Regions from separate parts of the Xenopus tropicalis genome. Here region 2 is linked to region 1. A link is a contact called in public Hi-C data. All regions are on one chromosome and are shown on one strand. The core of a region is the stretch at or near the end of the contact, and the rest is flanking DNA. Distances in the headings are between cores, read along the strand shown.

Region 1 (7,948 bases), core at 3,614-6,113:
TCAAATCCAGTTGTTTCCATCAGTTTTTTGTGTTATCCTGATTAGCCTTGGGGAATTATATATGTGTAAACTAACAAGCTAAAGCATGCAGTTGTGGAAGGCATTAAGAATAGTGGTGAATCTTAATAGGCTCCCATCATCATAGGCCACCAGAGTTACAGTTTAACAATAACCGAGGCCCACACCTTTGACATCCCCTGTGGTAGTTACCCAGTAAATCGCTCTTTGTAATCTCATTGTTTGCTGGGTCAGCACTCATTTTAAAACACTTAACTATGAGCTTATAAACCATCCGGTAAAACGCCAGACTTTTCTTTCATTTTATGGCTGTGTCCTGGTCGGTGGCCTTTTATTTGTCAGACTTAGCTCCGAGGCTCTTGAGACTGAGTCCCTGCAGGTGTGGGGGAGGGGAAGAGCGCTGAACAGGCTGCTCTCTCCTGGTCCTTGTGGATGCTAAGTTGCTTTTGTTGCCAGGGAGGGGAGAAGTGTGTTTTTCATACAAAGAGCATTTGAATGCTGTAGGGACCTACAGGCAGATTGAAAGAGCACTTTTTTTTTCTACTTTTGTTCATATTAATGGGAGGAGAGGGGGGGTTAAATACTCTCTGATGTGGAGCAATTGGTTGGTTGGGTTACAGAGATGTGGATGGAGCTCTCTCTTATGGGATGTACTAGATAGTCTGGGTGAGTTCTTCGTTGGTATGAAACATCGAAAGGTGGGTTGCTGCTTGGATGTGATTTTGCATGATTGGACAAATTTGCTGTCTGAACGCTGTTTGCTCGTGAGCCTGGCATTGCTTGCCCATTTATATGGGTCCGATTGGGTTTGTCTGCGCTGTTTATATCAGAGCTGTGGATGCTCAATCTTTTGACTGCTTGAGTTGTTGAGAGTGATTGTGGCATGCTTGCTTAGATTGTGGTATGCTTTTATCACTGTTTATATTTATCAAAGAGAACTGCCAAATTACATATTAGGATTATACAGTCTTTTCGTAACATCTCATCTGTGTCTGACAATCGTTATTCTTGCTTCGTGGCTTGGTCATTCGCTACCACAGGTGCTTGTGCTGCGTTTCTCTGTGCCATTTACTAGCAACAATAGTGACAGTGTTTCGTAATGTGAAATTGGTGCTTTTTCCCTGGCTCAAAGCTGAGCTGCAGGTTTCTGTGTTAATAGCATCTTCCTGGCCTTTGCTGACATAGCAGAGAGGAATGCATGACAAAGGGGTATTGTTGAGATAACCTATCTCCCGTTTTCATTTCTTTTCTCTGATGCCCAGAAGCACAAACCTTTCCTAGTTTCTTTCTGTTCAGGGCAGGTTCCAGAGTTAGACAGTGTATGAACCTTATATATTTCACCTGTGATACCTCCACTTAGCTTGAATTTTATTTGTGTAAACTTCTTTTTTCAGTGTGAGGTACATTTATTAAATACAGTAACATTATAATGAAGAACTTCTAAATAGGACTTAGGGTCTCTATTCAACATTAAGTTCACTGTCTAAACTAGTCAGCGGAAGGACTTTTCTGGCTTCCATACTAAGACTTTTTATAAAAATTGTCTTTATGTTCTTATACAGCTTATAGAAAATAGCCACACCCAGAAGTATTGCCTGATTATAAAATGCAGAACGATGGATGTTTCTTCATTGTAGTTTGATCCAAGGATGCACTCAAGTCAAACTGTTTTTTTTTGCTTCATATTTTTGTGGTTCTAAAAGATTTAATTTTGCCAACATAAGATAAATACATTTGGTCCTTTCAGCAGTTCTTAGCCTAAAATGCCTGAATTCTATAAACTGTGGTTCAGTAATAACTTGGGGGCAACAAGGCTTTAGGGTGCAGGGAGTTGCATTATTACAAGAGACAAAGGACTGCTGCATGAGAATGGTAAAAGTTTTAGTTCTAAAACAACTAAATGGCTAAAAAGTTAGCATATTATTGAAGTTGTAGTTCAGCACCTGGGCAGCTACAAGTTTGGCTGATAGTGGCAGTCTTGCAGCAGTTGTTGGGCTGCAGGTCTGAAGATTCTGGAAATTCTAGTTTAGGAATGAACAATCACTAGTTCTCTGGAAGATTTAGCTAGCAACATCACTTTCCTGGTTCTACAGCAGTAGAGGGTTGCAGTCTTAAGGTTGCACTACAAAAGTTGAAGTTACATGTTTTAGGAAGGATGGAAGCTGTAATTTAATAACTACTGCAGCTTCAAGGATGTTGCGAGTTGTATAAAACAGTGTGAACACTTTTTTATTGTTTGACTTGTGATTGATGCCCTTATATTGTGAGGCTTTCCATCTGCTTGAATTAATGTTGAGCAAGAAGATCATGGAGTATCTGCAAGCCAGCAGTTTGGACCTGTCTCTAGACACTCCGATTTCTTTATTTGTATTACCTTTTGGTAATCACACAATACAGATTTGGTTGTTCACCCTAGCTACTACAATCAAATTTGTATATAAATTGCACAGATCTAATCATCTGGGAGTTGGGCCAAACAATAAGACTACAGGGAGCCCCAAGCAGTAGGGTCAGCTGATGACTGCATACACATTCATATGTCATCATCAAGTGGTTGACTTAGATCAGTGATCCCCAACCAGTAGCTCGTGAGCAACACATTGCTCGCCAACCCCTTGGATGTTGCTCTCAGTGCCCCCAAACCAGGTAGTTATTTTTGAATTCCTGACTTGGGGGCAAGTTTTGGTTGAGTATAAACAAGAATTACTACCAATAAAGCCCCCTGTAAGCTGATAGTGGGCATAGAGGCTGCCTAATAGCCAATCTTAGCCCTTATTTGGCTCCTCCATGAACTGCTTGTGTTGCTCTCCAGGTCTTTTTACATTTGACTGTGGCTCACGAGTAAGAAAGGTTGGGGACCCCTGACTATAGTACACTATGCAGTCTGCCTGCACTCGGCCACCTTTATATTCCTGTATAATAATAAAATACTTCTAGAGGCCTTTATATTAAATTACAGATTGACGTAATTTTTAGGGACTACTTGTGCAACATGTGTGTTGTTGCGCAAGTTTTCATTTTCTGTAAGTCTGTACCCATATCACAATATTTTTTGTGTCAAAAAATGTTTAATTTCCCAAAATGTTCATTTGTATAAAACTTTCTGGATTTACACTCAGTTCCTTGCCTCAGCATTTGTAGCACTGACTTTGACATGTAGCTGATATTATGTCTTTCAGATTGACCCAAAAGTAGCATTTCCTCGGAGAGCTCAACCCAAGGTGAGAAAATGGTTCTAAACTTTTCAAATTTGTAGATTGAATAGAAAAAATGTTCTTAAAAGTAAGCAATATGTGCCCAAAAGACTTGGAAATATTATATAGCTGTTGAAAAAAAAGAAAACAGATTAAGACCAGCAGCTAATGGGTGAATCAGAAATTGGCCTTGAAGGCACCCACAAAACTGGGTTAATTCCTTTAAGTAGTTTGTTGACAGAAGGTGTCCCTGGTGCAAGGAAGATTAGTATCTTGGTAATCAGGGGCTGATTGTAGGAACCTTGTATAAGGCTTATTTTCATTAGCTAATATTAATGGCCCTGTTTCTTACTTGGTACCACTTTTTTTTTGTTAGTTATATATTCTGCTCTCCTGCTAGCTTCACTAAGAGTTAGAAATCTCACTAATATAATGCTGCAAATGTATTACAGATGGTAACACGGACAAAGAAGATTTTTGTAGGGGGCTTGTCAGTTAACACAACAGTTGAAGATGTGAAACAATATTTTGAGCAGTTTGGGAAGGTAAGTGTGATAACTGTATTAATAGGGCAAAATATATAATCTCACAGTGTACAGACAACATTAGGAATAAGGGAGAGGCAGCTCATTAGATTATGCTTTATAGTGAAGAAAAGAAGCAGTCTAGGCCTGTTGCTCTGTTGCTGAAGTCTCAGGGACACATCTCGCCATCAGGTTGGACACATTTTTACAGAACCTTAATTAGAAAAACATGTTTGAAGTGACCAGAATTACTAATGCTGCCACATAAGTCCAGTACTGGAGATTTTTTAGGAATGGCTCTTTTAGGGGATAAGAATATAACCAGAACTATAAGTCTGCCACATGAAGTTTACTGCTAATCAGATTAGTACAGGGTTTACCAACCTTCCCATGGCACCTGAGGGTGAACCTTTCTCAAATAAGACCCCTCATAAAGATTTCTCGTTATAAGGCGATTAGATCCCCATTTAATTAGGAGGTTGGACAGATCACTGGATGACTCGGATTTCTTTTCCAAGCGGCTGCAGATTATCTGCCACATTTAGGGGAGGGGGATTCAGACACTAAACCGAGATGACAGGAGCACACTATACTGCATATAAGCATGGTAGACAATGTGTCACCTGCACAGGCTCAGCAGATTCATTTCAGTAAATGGATTATCTGTTAAACCTATAAGAAAACCTTCTGTTTGTTTCAAATACTAAAAAAATATATATTTATGTATATATTTATATGTGTACTGTCTCTGTATATTCTTATTTATGCTGTCTCACGTTACTCTTTGTTACTCTCTCTCTTTCTCTCTTTCCCTCTCACTTTCCCCCTTGATATCTGGTGGGGCCTTCACCCCTCCCCCCAATCTTTTCAGTTGCACACAAAGGCTTTTGCCTCTGTCCCTCTCCCCTGCGGCTCAGGACATACTAAGCTGCAGTCATAGTAACAGGACAGGGCTCCCAGAGCTGCTGATTCTCCAGGGAACCAAACGGTTTTGTTTGAAAAGCAAAAAAAAACTCTTTGACCCAAAGAGCAAATATATATCTCAGAAAGCCTGCCGTGGAACTGTCAGGCACTGTAAAAATGCAGAACACAGATAACTGTGATTAGTGTGACACCCCTCACGCATCGTTTTAATTTTTATTTCCCCATTTTTTACCACTTTCTGGACTTTTACCCATTTGTACACACTATACATGCAGTATACATGCATTCTCCTAGATGCAAAAACAAAAAGAAAAAGAATCGCTCTAAGGGAAACCCTAAAGCGAAACAAAAATTCCTCAGAAACAATATAAATAAATAATAAACAAATAAATGAAAAAATGAAAACAATATAATAAACTAACAAACTATAAGTACCACGTGGTTCGATGAGGTCCGGGTGTTTAAACCCCGGGCCTGCCGCTCAAGTTTTAGAGTCTATCTCTTATGTAGTTTAAAGTCTGAGAAACAGCATGCTCACCAAAGTCCGGCAATGGTCCGGGTGCTCACAGCCCCGAACCCGCAGCTGAGGAGGAATAACTTCAAAGTGGAAGGAAGGACATCGAGCACACTTCGGACACAAGGAATCCGTTAAAATTCTGTACTTTATTTCATCATGTTTAAAAACAAAAGTGTGCCTTTTGTGCACACTTTTGTTTTTAAACATGATGAAATAAAGTACAGAATTTTAACGGATTCCTTGTGTCCGAAGTGTGCTCGATGTCCTTCCTTCCACATTCTCCTAGATGCTGCACAATAAATACTCCTATACGTGAACCTTAAAGTTTTCCCACACTATTTGGTCCTTTACCCCAACCCCCTCCTGAGTTCACTACTCAGCTCCCTGTAACCAAGGAACATATAGAAAGAGTGGAACTCCTTATGGCTTATCCTTTCCTTCCGACATTTTGAGAGCATTGAATTGAAGCAGTATAGAAAACATGTTTTAAGAACAAACAAAGTAAAATGCTAATGAATCTGCCTGAATAAGGTCCATCATCTTCAATTATTTTCTGTTAAACAGTACTTCTAAGTACGGCATGTGCTCGAGTGCCCATTAAACTTAGTAATGAAATACTCTTTCTTTTTCACTCTTCACTTTCACTCTACTATCATGGCAATGACCAGTAATATGTAAAAGCATTGACAGGTATTTTTCCCACAAAACCCTTCACACCTATCTTATCTTGTGTTTTGAACAGGTGGACGATGCCATGTTAATGTTTGATAAAACAACAAACAGGCACAGAGGTGGGTATATAAATCCAGAGAATACAGCAGAGAGAGAGAAATTAGAGAGCTTTACAGTCCCTATACTTATATATTGCTAAATTGGCAGCCTTCTTGGTATAAAATAACAGCCCATAACTCCCCCCTTGTTTCAGGTAACTTGGCCAGATTCCAGCTATATCTGGAAAATGTGATAATAAGCTTGATAATTAGGTTTCACCTTTCTATTCAATTGTATGTATTATGAATGTTTAAAACCCTTTTTTCAGCTTCCTCCTTAATCCACCATCCATTAATGCTCATGGTTCCAGCCTGAAAGTGGCAGTTCTGCATTCTTCTTTGTTCTTTTAGCACTTGCATTTGTACAAAACCCTGCAATGGCATTTAGACAAAATGTATGCTTTGCACCTCTGGATTCTCACAGCACTGATTTTCCATTACAGTGATGCTTGCTTGGCTTAACCTTCACCTCCTTATTCTTAGCTTTGTTGTCTAATGCAGGGTTCGGGTTTGTGACCTTTGAAGGAGAGGATATTGTGGAGAAAGTTTGTGATATTCACTTTCATGAGATCAACAATAAAATGGTGAGGGCAAATGTAAATTACCTCATACTGTTTATGCATGCACAAAGACTTCTTAGGGGATGTATGGATGCTTGTCATGAGGCACAAGCATACTGCACAGAGTAAAAGGCCAATATTCTAATTTCCAATAGATGGACTGCTCCTGCCATTGAGAATGTGCATGGGGCTCATTTTCTAAAGCAACTCAGCTGCGTGGATGCCAAAATTGAGATGTTTGGTATCTGCAGTGCTTGCCCTGGCACAGGCTAATCCTTAGCAAAATGGTGCTGTTAACAAATATATTGGACACCGTATTGATATTTCTTATTTTGCTTAAAAATATATATAAATAAAATATATTGCTATCTTATGCAGTTTGCTCCAAGCTTTATCTATCACATCGGTCTACATCATCATGTCATCATGGCTTTAGTAAATGCTGATCCTTGCAGTCCAGCTGCCACTGGAGGACTAGGGGTTGGAAAAAACTTGGGTAGATGTAAGGAAGAAATTCAGTTTGGTCTCTCTTTAAGGCACCTGTCCTGTAATAGGTTAAATGCCCAATAGCTGCCCTCTGTGCACTCTAACAGTGTGGAGCAAAATGTGATTTACACTTACATTGATGCTTATTACTACAACAACTGCTTGTGAATCAGTGCAAAAATGGTTAACAGCAAGCACAACTCCTCACTGTAAAGAAACAGTACTTCACACTATTAGCAAATAAACCCTGCTTTCCAGCAGGGCAAAGGAATAAAACAGGCATCTATAGGTGTAATGGCTTTTTTTCACAGTGCTGTTTATACTGCTTGACAAATACAGGCATAAGTAAAAATGTGATACTGCTTAACATTGCTTAAGACAAGGGTTAATTTTTCTCACTGTATTGCTGCATGAACTGCATAACCACATGTGTATAAATAAAAGCTTTTATTATCAGAAAGAGTATAGACACAGAAGCTGAGCAACATTTTGAGTTTGTAGGAGTCATTTACCCAACTAGGGTTAATTTTTCTCACTGTATTCCTGCATAAACTGCACAACCACCTGTGTATAAATAAAAGCTTTTATTATCAGAGAGAGTATAGACACAGAAGCTGAGCAACATTTTGAGTTTATAGGAGACATTTACCCAAAAATATTTTAAGTTAAATAAGCAAAATTACTATTTTTGTAGGCTAAATAATTTTATTACTTCTTTTTTAGGCACTAAAAATTACATATTATATAATTTACAGATTATGTAGCATACCCCATAGAAAACAAGAAAACTAGTTGGCTAGAAGTCACCCATACATTATAGGCCCAGTCACATGTAAAATGACATGTAGTGAATCCCTGCAGTTTCCTCCACGTTTTAGAATATTAGGATATATTGTTGGTGCCCATGGTCCCATGTTTGTCCTACATTACTTAAAATTGCAATTTCTATTTAGGA
Region 2 (7,948 bases), core at 2,257-4,756, 37 kb before region 1:
CATTGCGGTGTAATGTGTTTCCAATGGTTTTCTTGGTGACTGTGGTCCCTGCTAATTTGAGGTCATTAACTAAGTCCTCCCGTGTAGTTCTAGGATGCTTTTTCACCTTTCTCAGAATCATTGACACCCCACGAGGTGAGATCTTGCGTGGAGCCCCAGAGCGAGGTCGATTGATGGTCATTTTGTGCTCCTTCCATTTTCGAACAATCGCACCAACAGTTGTCACCTTGTCTCCCAGCTTCTTGCTAATGGTTTTGTAGCCCATTCCAGCCTTGTGCAGGTCTACAATTTTGTCTCTGACATCCTTGGACAGCTCTTTGGTCTTTCCCATGTTGGAGAGTTTGGAGTCTGCTTGATTGATTGATTCTGTGGACAGGTGTCTTTTATACAGGTGACTAGTTAAGACAGGTGTCCTTAATGAGGTTGACTAATTGAGTAGAAGTGTCTAACCACTCTGTGGGAGCCAGAACTCTTAATGGTTGGTAGGGGTTCAAAAACTTATTTCAATCAATGAAATGCAAATAAGTTGCTATCTTTTATTTAAAGTTATTTTTTGATTTTCCTTTTGATGTGCTATCTGCCACTGTTAAAATAAACCTACCATTGAAATGATACTGTTCTGAGACTTTTCATTTCTTTGTCATTGGACAAACTTACAAAATCAGTGAGGGGTCAAATAATTATTTCCTCCACTGTATGCCTTATAACTGAAAATGCAATAAAATGGCTAAAACGCAATAAAATGACTAGAAAGGCACCAAAATCACAGAAAATGTAATAAAAACACTGAAATAACAAACAAAAGGTATTCACAATGGCAATAAAACATTTTTTTCAGGCAAATTGGGTATTTCTAAATATCATAGGACCATAGGATTCCCAGTTCACACAAACAAGCCAAGGCACTTGGCAAGCTAGGCCCCATCAGCGAATTAATGGGCAGAGTTTTGCCTTTTGCTTCCACACTTCTTCCTGTTACACTTAGAGCTGCATTATTTCTGATCATGTGATTTAAAAATGCTACTAACTATTTTTGGGGGTTCTGTAGCAGCCCAAGGACACTACATGCAGCGCCGGATTTCAAACCTGGGCGTCCCTAGGCCGCCCCCCATTCGCGCCCCGCCCCCTCCGCGCATGCGCAAACAAACCCACCACCCCCGTGCCGTGCCAGACGCAATTGCGCATGCGCGGGCATTTAATCTCCCATACGGAGCAATGGAAAGAAGCCGCCCCTAAATTTCAGCCGCCCTAGGCCCGGGCCTTTGTGGCCTCGCCACAAATCCGGGCCTGACTACATGCCCTTAGCATGAAATCTGTGCCTCTAAAATGCTCACAGCAACTCCTATCTTCTTTTTTGCTGATTAATAGCATATGCTCTGTGCTGCTGTCAGTTACCTTAGTTTAGGGGCCGAATCCCTGTATGTATATATAGAATATAAATGCCATTATACAAAGCTGATTAGTATTAATTTAGATTCTCATTACATCTCCATAGCCAGTTTAAGTAGCATCAGGATTTAATAATCAGACTTGTAGCATCAGCTTTTCTTTTGACCGTTTTTTAGAAAAACGGTCAAAAGAAAAAATAGAAAGCAATTTCAAAAAAGTCTTTATTTCTGCTTTACTATTTGAAAAAAAGTGAAATTAACAAAATGCCTTTCCCCCAGAAATGTGTGTTAGTGTAAAAGTGTGTTTTTCTGTTTATTTTTCTTAATTTATGGGCTTTCTTCCTCCATACTATGCTTTTCTTTCTGTGAATGCAGTCATTTCCTGTAGATCCACTTTTCTCCACCATGTGTCACTCTTCTTTTCAGGAATACACTTCTAGGACTAAATTTACCTAAGGTATGTTTATCAACTGTATTCCAAGTGGTGTCAGTACTCTTTGATTTATAGCAAAATAATAATATTAAGGTTTGAGCGCCTGTTGACTTATATTGCAAATCATTAAAAGTTGTATTTTTTACAGATCATATATAGATTGTCACATGTATGTATGTATATTTTTATTTATAAAGCGCTACTTATGTACGCAGCGCTGTACAGTAGAATACATTAATACAAACAGGGGGTTAATAAGATAATAGATAAATACAAAGTATAACAATAAATACAAATAAATACAAGATCCAGTAACAGTTGCAATAAGTTAAGAGTCAAAGGCAACAAGAGGATGGAGGTCCCTGCCCCATAGAGCTATATGGGAAATTATGAATTTCTGTAAAATTTCACCAATGCAATTTTAACAGCTCTCCTGCTGGCAGCTTAGGGTATAAATCTTATATTCTGGTCTTTCTGATTTGTGTTTATTGACACAGGCCACTGTTGGAACCACGGAGCTGCAGGGTTCCCCTGCAGTTAATTTGGAACTAGATGGGACAGATGCTGCAGCACCAATTGTAACTGTATGAAAGTGCAAGCAGCAGCAGATTTGGATGCAAGTACTTTTAATAAAAGTTACACATTTGAGCATCAGCTGTGTCAAACTTGTGAGACCACAATTGCAGTTTCACTAGTTAATGAGTATAGTTTGTGATGTCCACTAACCTTACGATAATTTGCCAGATTGCACTAAAATTGGCTATTAGGTAAAGAAAAATCGTAACCTGGGACCATGTGTTTTGCCCACTTGCTTCCTACATCTCTCTGGGGAGTTGTGCCAGCAACTATCAGGCAGTCTTGCTGCCCTTAGAACTGTAAAGGTGGCCATACACGGTAAGATCTATTGGCTTGGCGAGATCACCAAGCGAGCGAATCTTCTCCTGATATCCCCACCTACAGGTGGCCAATATCGGGCTAGTTCGGTTGTTTGACCCTGGGGCGCCATCGGTTCAGGGACCGAATTAAACAAGCCAATGCAGTCCCCAATCCGACAGAAAAGTCAAACCCGCCCCATCGAGATCTGCCTGATTTCAGGCCAGATGTCAGTCGGGCAAGCCCCTTGTTCATGCCCATACACGGGCAGATAAGCTGCCTAATTGCTTTTAAATGGATGGCCAGTAAGGCATTCTGCTCATTGGTGGCTATGGTTTGATGCATGATGCAAGCTCTGTGACTTTTACATGATTTTTACTTTATTTGAAAGTGCACCTCTAAAACAACCTAGCCAAACATATTAGACATGTGCAAGGCTTATTATATGCTTATGAAGGATAGAATGCACAGCAGTTACGACTGGGTTTGTAAGCAGTATTCTGCATCCCACAAACTTCTCATCTCCCACAAAGAGATCACATTCATTGTCTAAAATAAATTGATACTGTTTTACAGAAACAAAATGCAAAGTCTGTAAGGGATTGAGCAACATACCAGAAAAGTGTCTCAGATGGACAAACTCTGCATTTCTGAGTTTAATGAACATCTCTGCCCCTAAGATGGGCCTCGCTACACAACTTGAGAATACACATAAAGTGCTGCTTTCAGGTCTTGCCTTTCTATAATTGTTGGACTGGTGAATAGGAGAAAGATCCTTTCATGTGTTAATCATGCTTTAGCTTTCAGTATAGAAGAGCACTTCACTTATACAGGGCGGTGCAGAGGAAGCAATACTGAACTCACAAGGACTCCTGCTGACAATACATCACATTTCTTTACTGACTATCAGGGCTGGACTGGCAATCTGTGGCTTCTGGCAAATGCCAGAGGAGCTGCTGTAAGATGCCGTAGACATTCACTATTTAGTGGGCTGGTGGGGGGCTATTTGGGCCTCTGTGTACTTAAAATGCCAGGGCCTGTGAAAAGAGGCTTCACATTGAGACTGCAGTGAAGTCCAGAAGCTACATTCCATTACTGCTAAAAATGTCTATCCCTTTTGGCATTTACTTTGCTTAGGGATACTTTTACTAATCATGAACAGTATGCTTTTACAGCCTAGGAGGTGCTTCATCTAACTCACTGGTACAATTTTCCTTCATTGCCAAGAAGCTAGATAAAGGGGATCTGAACCCAAAAAATTGATTGACATAAACTTAAGCAGATTTGTCCCCTAAGCAATTTTCTGTTTGTAGTGGTTTTTTAGATTTAATCAGTTTTAGACTGCTAATATCAAGATTTCTTTGAAGGTCATAATGTCAAAGTAACTGTATTTGTATATTCACCTCATGACTACTGATTATTTTTACTGTTGGCTGTATTGCTGTATTGTTTTGGCAGCAACCCAAGTTATTTTATTGAAACTATTTAAACTGGAAACTGTAAATTTGCAAAACTTTTATGCCACATTTCTACATTTGCCACATTAACTTTCTATGCTACCATCAGCAGACTGATCAAAACTTATTGCTGATTGAATCCTAGTGGGTTTTTTTTTTAGAGATAATGATATTTGACAATATTTGAAATCAACATGCTAGAGGTATCCTGAGTTGCAATATAAATATTATTTATTAATGCTGCAGTGGTTCAAGTAACAGCAGGTATCTGCAGTAATTGCATGTAGAGAGAAGCCAGCTTATATACCAGTTATAAAGATAAATATACTTATACATGCATAAGCACATACCTGAACACCCAGACAGCCATAGAAAGAGTCCAAGAGCAGAGGCAGTAGGCCCCCAGCCAAGGTCCAGAAATATACCTAATAAAAAGCTGAAAACCAAAAAACATGATTCCAAAAAGTCAGTTCAGTTTTGCTCTAAATTCTACTGAAATAAGACTGCAATTCTGAATTATGTTGATTTCATAGTTTCTAGCTTCAGTTTAGGGGGGCATTTAATTCCTCTATAAGTCCACACTAAAGTACTATTCCTTGCTTATTGCCCTTCTGAGTTGAAATGCTGGAATTTTTTTTGGGGGGGGTGGCATGCAGACCCCCCAAAATGATGTTCATAAGCAGGTGAATTGACAAGCATCTCAGAGTTTGCATCACAGGTGAAAGTTGCACCAGGAGTGCATAATTGTGTTTTAGAATTCTGTGATCATCTTGTGCAAATGATGCCACAGATAAGCCATCACAAAACAGACTTCTGGTTGACCAATACTCAACTGAAAGTAGCTTTGAACACTGAACCCACTGGCAATTGGGGGTAGACAATGTAGGGTAGGTAGTGGGTTTTTATCTCTTGTACACAATTTATTTTCATAAAGCTGGTGATAGCTCAAGGTCATTGATCCAAAGGATTATTACTGTCAAAATTTCTTTCTGTAAAGGGCGAAACATACTATTAGCCTTAACAAGTACCTTGTTTGTTTTGTCAAATGGATTTATTTGTAATTATTATTCTATATAGTAATGTTGTCAAGAACTGTCCGAAGTTCAGAGTTAAATTTTCATGAGTAGTTACATTGAATAACACACCTGCTTCCACTTCCTTTTTCCTTATTTTTATCTCTTTGCACTCTTTTAATCAAATTAAATTATTCTTTAATGCCAATCTGGTCTTCAAGTTTCAAAAAACACTTGCCTTGGAAAGTCTTTGAACTTCAAAAGACATCCAGTCCACAGTTGAATCTGGACAAACACTCCACATAGAATATGCTAGTTGCATATTTTGATCATAATCAGCAAAACTGCAGTTGCTTAGTGAGGTGGATTTGCATGACTACAAGGGTTAGGTTTCTTTTGGCCAAATCTAAAAAAGAAATTCCAGAATTTGGATAACTCTTATATTCTGCTGTCTTTATCTTGGTGCAATTTAAGTACCTTGCGTCTAAGTCAGCATGTCTAGTGGCATTAATAGAATTTACTTATGTGTACAGGTATAGGACCCGTTATCCAGAATGTTCGGGACCAAGTGTATTCTGGATAAGGGGTCTTTCCGTAATTTGGATCTCCATACCTTAAGTCTACTACAAAATTAATAAAACATTAATTAAACCCTATAGGGTTGTTTTGCATTCGATAAGGATTATTTATATCTTAGTTGGGATCAATTACAAGGTTCTGTTTTATTACTACAGAGAAAAAAGAAAATCAGATTCAAAATTCTGAATTATTTGATTAAAATGGAGTCTATGGGAGACAGGCTTTTCGTAATTCGGAGCTTTATGGATAACGAGTTTCCGGATAAGGGATCCCATACCTGTATAACAAAATTTCTCTTAAATATCTTTTTTTTACACCTAAATTAAATATGTAGAATCTGCAGATGTCTGTGTTCTCATGGCCCTCATCTACTAATGTAGTAAATAATCTTTTAATTCTTAAACGCATAGTGCGCCTTAAAATAACTTTGACACAGTGGTATTCTAAGGCAATTTGCAACTGGTCTGCATACCTTGTGATTTTAACTCATATTTTGAATTGCATATTCATTTTGTGGCTTTATTATTGTAGCAATTAGACAGCAGTTAGAAAGTTTAAGTGGAACATGAATAGTAGAGAGTTTTAACAGAACAACAACAAATTAAAAATAATAAAATTGAAGTCTAATAATCAATCTGTTTTTGGGTTGCCAGGGTCAGTGACCCTAACAACCACACAACATTTTTAGTTTCAGACCAGAAAAAGAAAGGTTAATTATACATAAAACATAACCAGTAAAAAGAGAAGCCCAATTGAAAAGTTGCTTACTACCCCTTTAATTCCATGCCCTCTGTTTTTAGAGCCTTTATCCATGCACATGGAATTTTTTATTGGCTTCTTTAAATTGCAGTTTTTTTAGATTCTGCATTTATGGAGTGCAGTAATAGATTTTCACATAATTAACATTCTTTTCTCACTTGGCTTACATTTGCTAGTCTTAAGTTTAATTCTTCATGTAAGCCCTTGTGGGGTTCCTAGTGAAATGAATACACAAAGCATTTTGCAAATAGAAAATTGGTAAAGTATTTAAAACAAAATAGTAAGGAGACTTTTCAAGAGAATACAAGCACACATCTTACTTAAAATAATGTTATTAATGAACCCAGTAAGACAGAATTCCAACTTGATTACCATGCCTTATGTTCATAGGTCCTATATTATCTATATTGCAAAGTGACTTTTTTAAGGTATTTTATTAGAATACCCCCCTTTAAATTCTTCCTGGGACATCAGGAATATCCCAGTAGACCCAACTGCCCCAGGCCAGCTGCCTGCCCGGGATGATTGTTTTCACCACCAAACAAGCAAGAGGAGGTATGCAGTGGGGCGGCAAGGTGTGCCACTAAGGTAGCAACCTCAGTAGACCCCAAACACTTGAGTCTGTCACTGATTCCAACACATAAACCTAAATACCTGTAAAGGTGTGGCTTTATGAATTTTATGAATGTTTAAAAAATGCAATCATGGAAATTACATGACATGTCTTTCAATAAGCCAATAAGGAAAGTCTGGACACCGAGAAGGCATTCAACAGGGCCCTTTGGAATATAGAGAATTTGGACACACCTTCTCAAACTTTATTAAGGCAACATATACAAACCCCCAAAACACAATTACACTAATTATCAATAACAATAACTTAAATCCTATCACAATGTGCAGGGGCACCAGGCAGGGATGCCCCCTTTCCCTTTTATTATTTAATTTAGCAATTGATCCTTTATTTAAAAATTCTACAGGTATGGGACCTGTTATCCAAAAAGCTCGAGACCTGAGGTTTTCCGGATAAGGGATCTTTCCGTAATTTGGTTCTCCATAACTTAAGTCTGTTAAAAATAATTTAAATATTGAATAAACCCAATAGGCTTGCTTTACCTCCAATAAGGAGTAATTATATCTTAGCTGGGATCAAGTACAAAGTACTGTTTTATTATTACAGAGAAAAAAAAAAATTAAAAATTGGAATTATTTGCTTATAATGGAGTTTATGGGAGATGGCCTTCCAGTAATTCAGAACTTTCTGGATAACGGGTTTCTGGATAAGGGATCCCATACCTGTACAAGAAATAAATACATATAAGGGCATTCATTTTGGACATAGAGAAATTAAAATGACAATATTTGCATATGACTTGCTTCTCTATATATCAGAACCAGACAACTCTATCCCAGTCATATTGGAAGAAATATGGAAATTCTGGAACA

The links. Hi-C and Micro-C count contacts between places; a contact is called where the count stands out from the background.
Region 2: a contact with region 1 is called in a Hi-C map of brain, with 4 times the contacts expected there. The contact joins two enhancer-like sites. A contact is called at or near these places in 2 of 5 Hi-C or Micro-C datasets (brain and tailbud embryo).

What each region holds. Positions count from the first base shown.
Region 1 is chr1:151,682,801-151,690,748 of UCB_Xtro_10.0, reverse strand. msi1 (musashi RNA binding protein 1) reads left to right here. Exons shown (of 15, transcript NM_001011470.1): 5 at 3,198-3,239; 6 at 3,665-3,757; 7 at 5,920-5,968; 8 at 6,449-6,531. Among named protein-coding and RNA genes, the nearest start is that of msi1, 8.3 kb to the left of the region's middle. Within about 2 kb of position 4,863, at least 3 of the 11 cell types and tissues checked have an H3K27ac peak or open chromatin away from gene starts, as enhancers often do.
Region 2 is chr1:151,718,004-151,725,951 of UCB_Xtro_10.0, reverse strand. No RefSeq gene overlaps it. Among named protein-coding and RNA genes, the nearest start is that of cox6a1, 8.0 kb to the left of the region's middle. Within about 2 kb of position 3,506, at least 3 of the 11 cell types and tissues checked have an H3K27ac peak or open chromatin away from gene starts, as enhancers often do.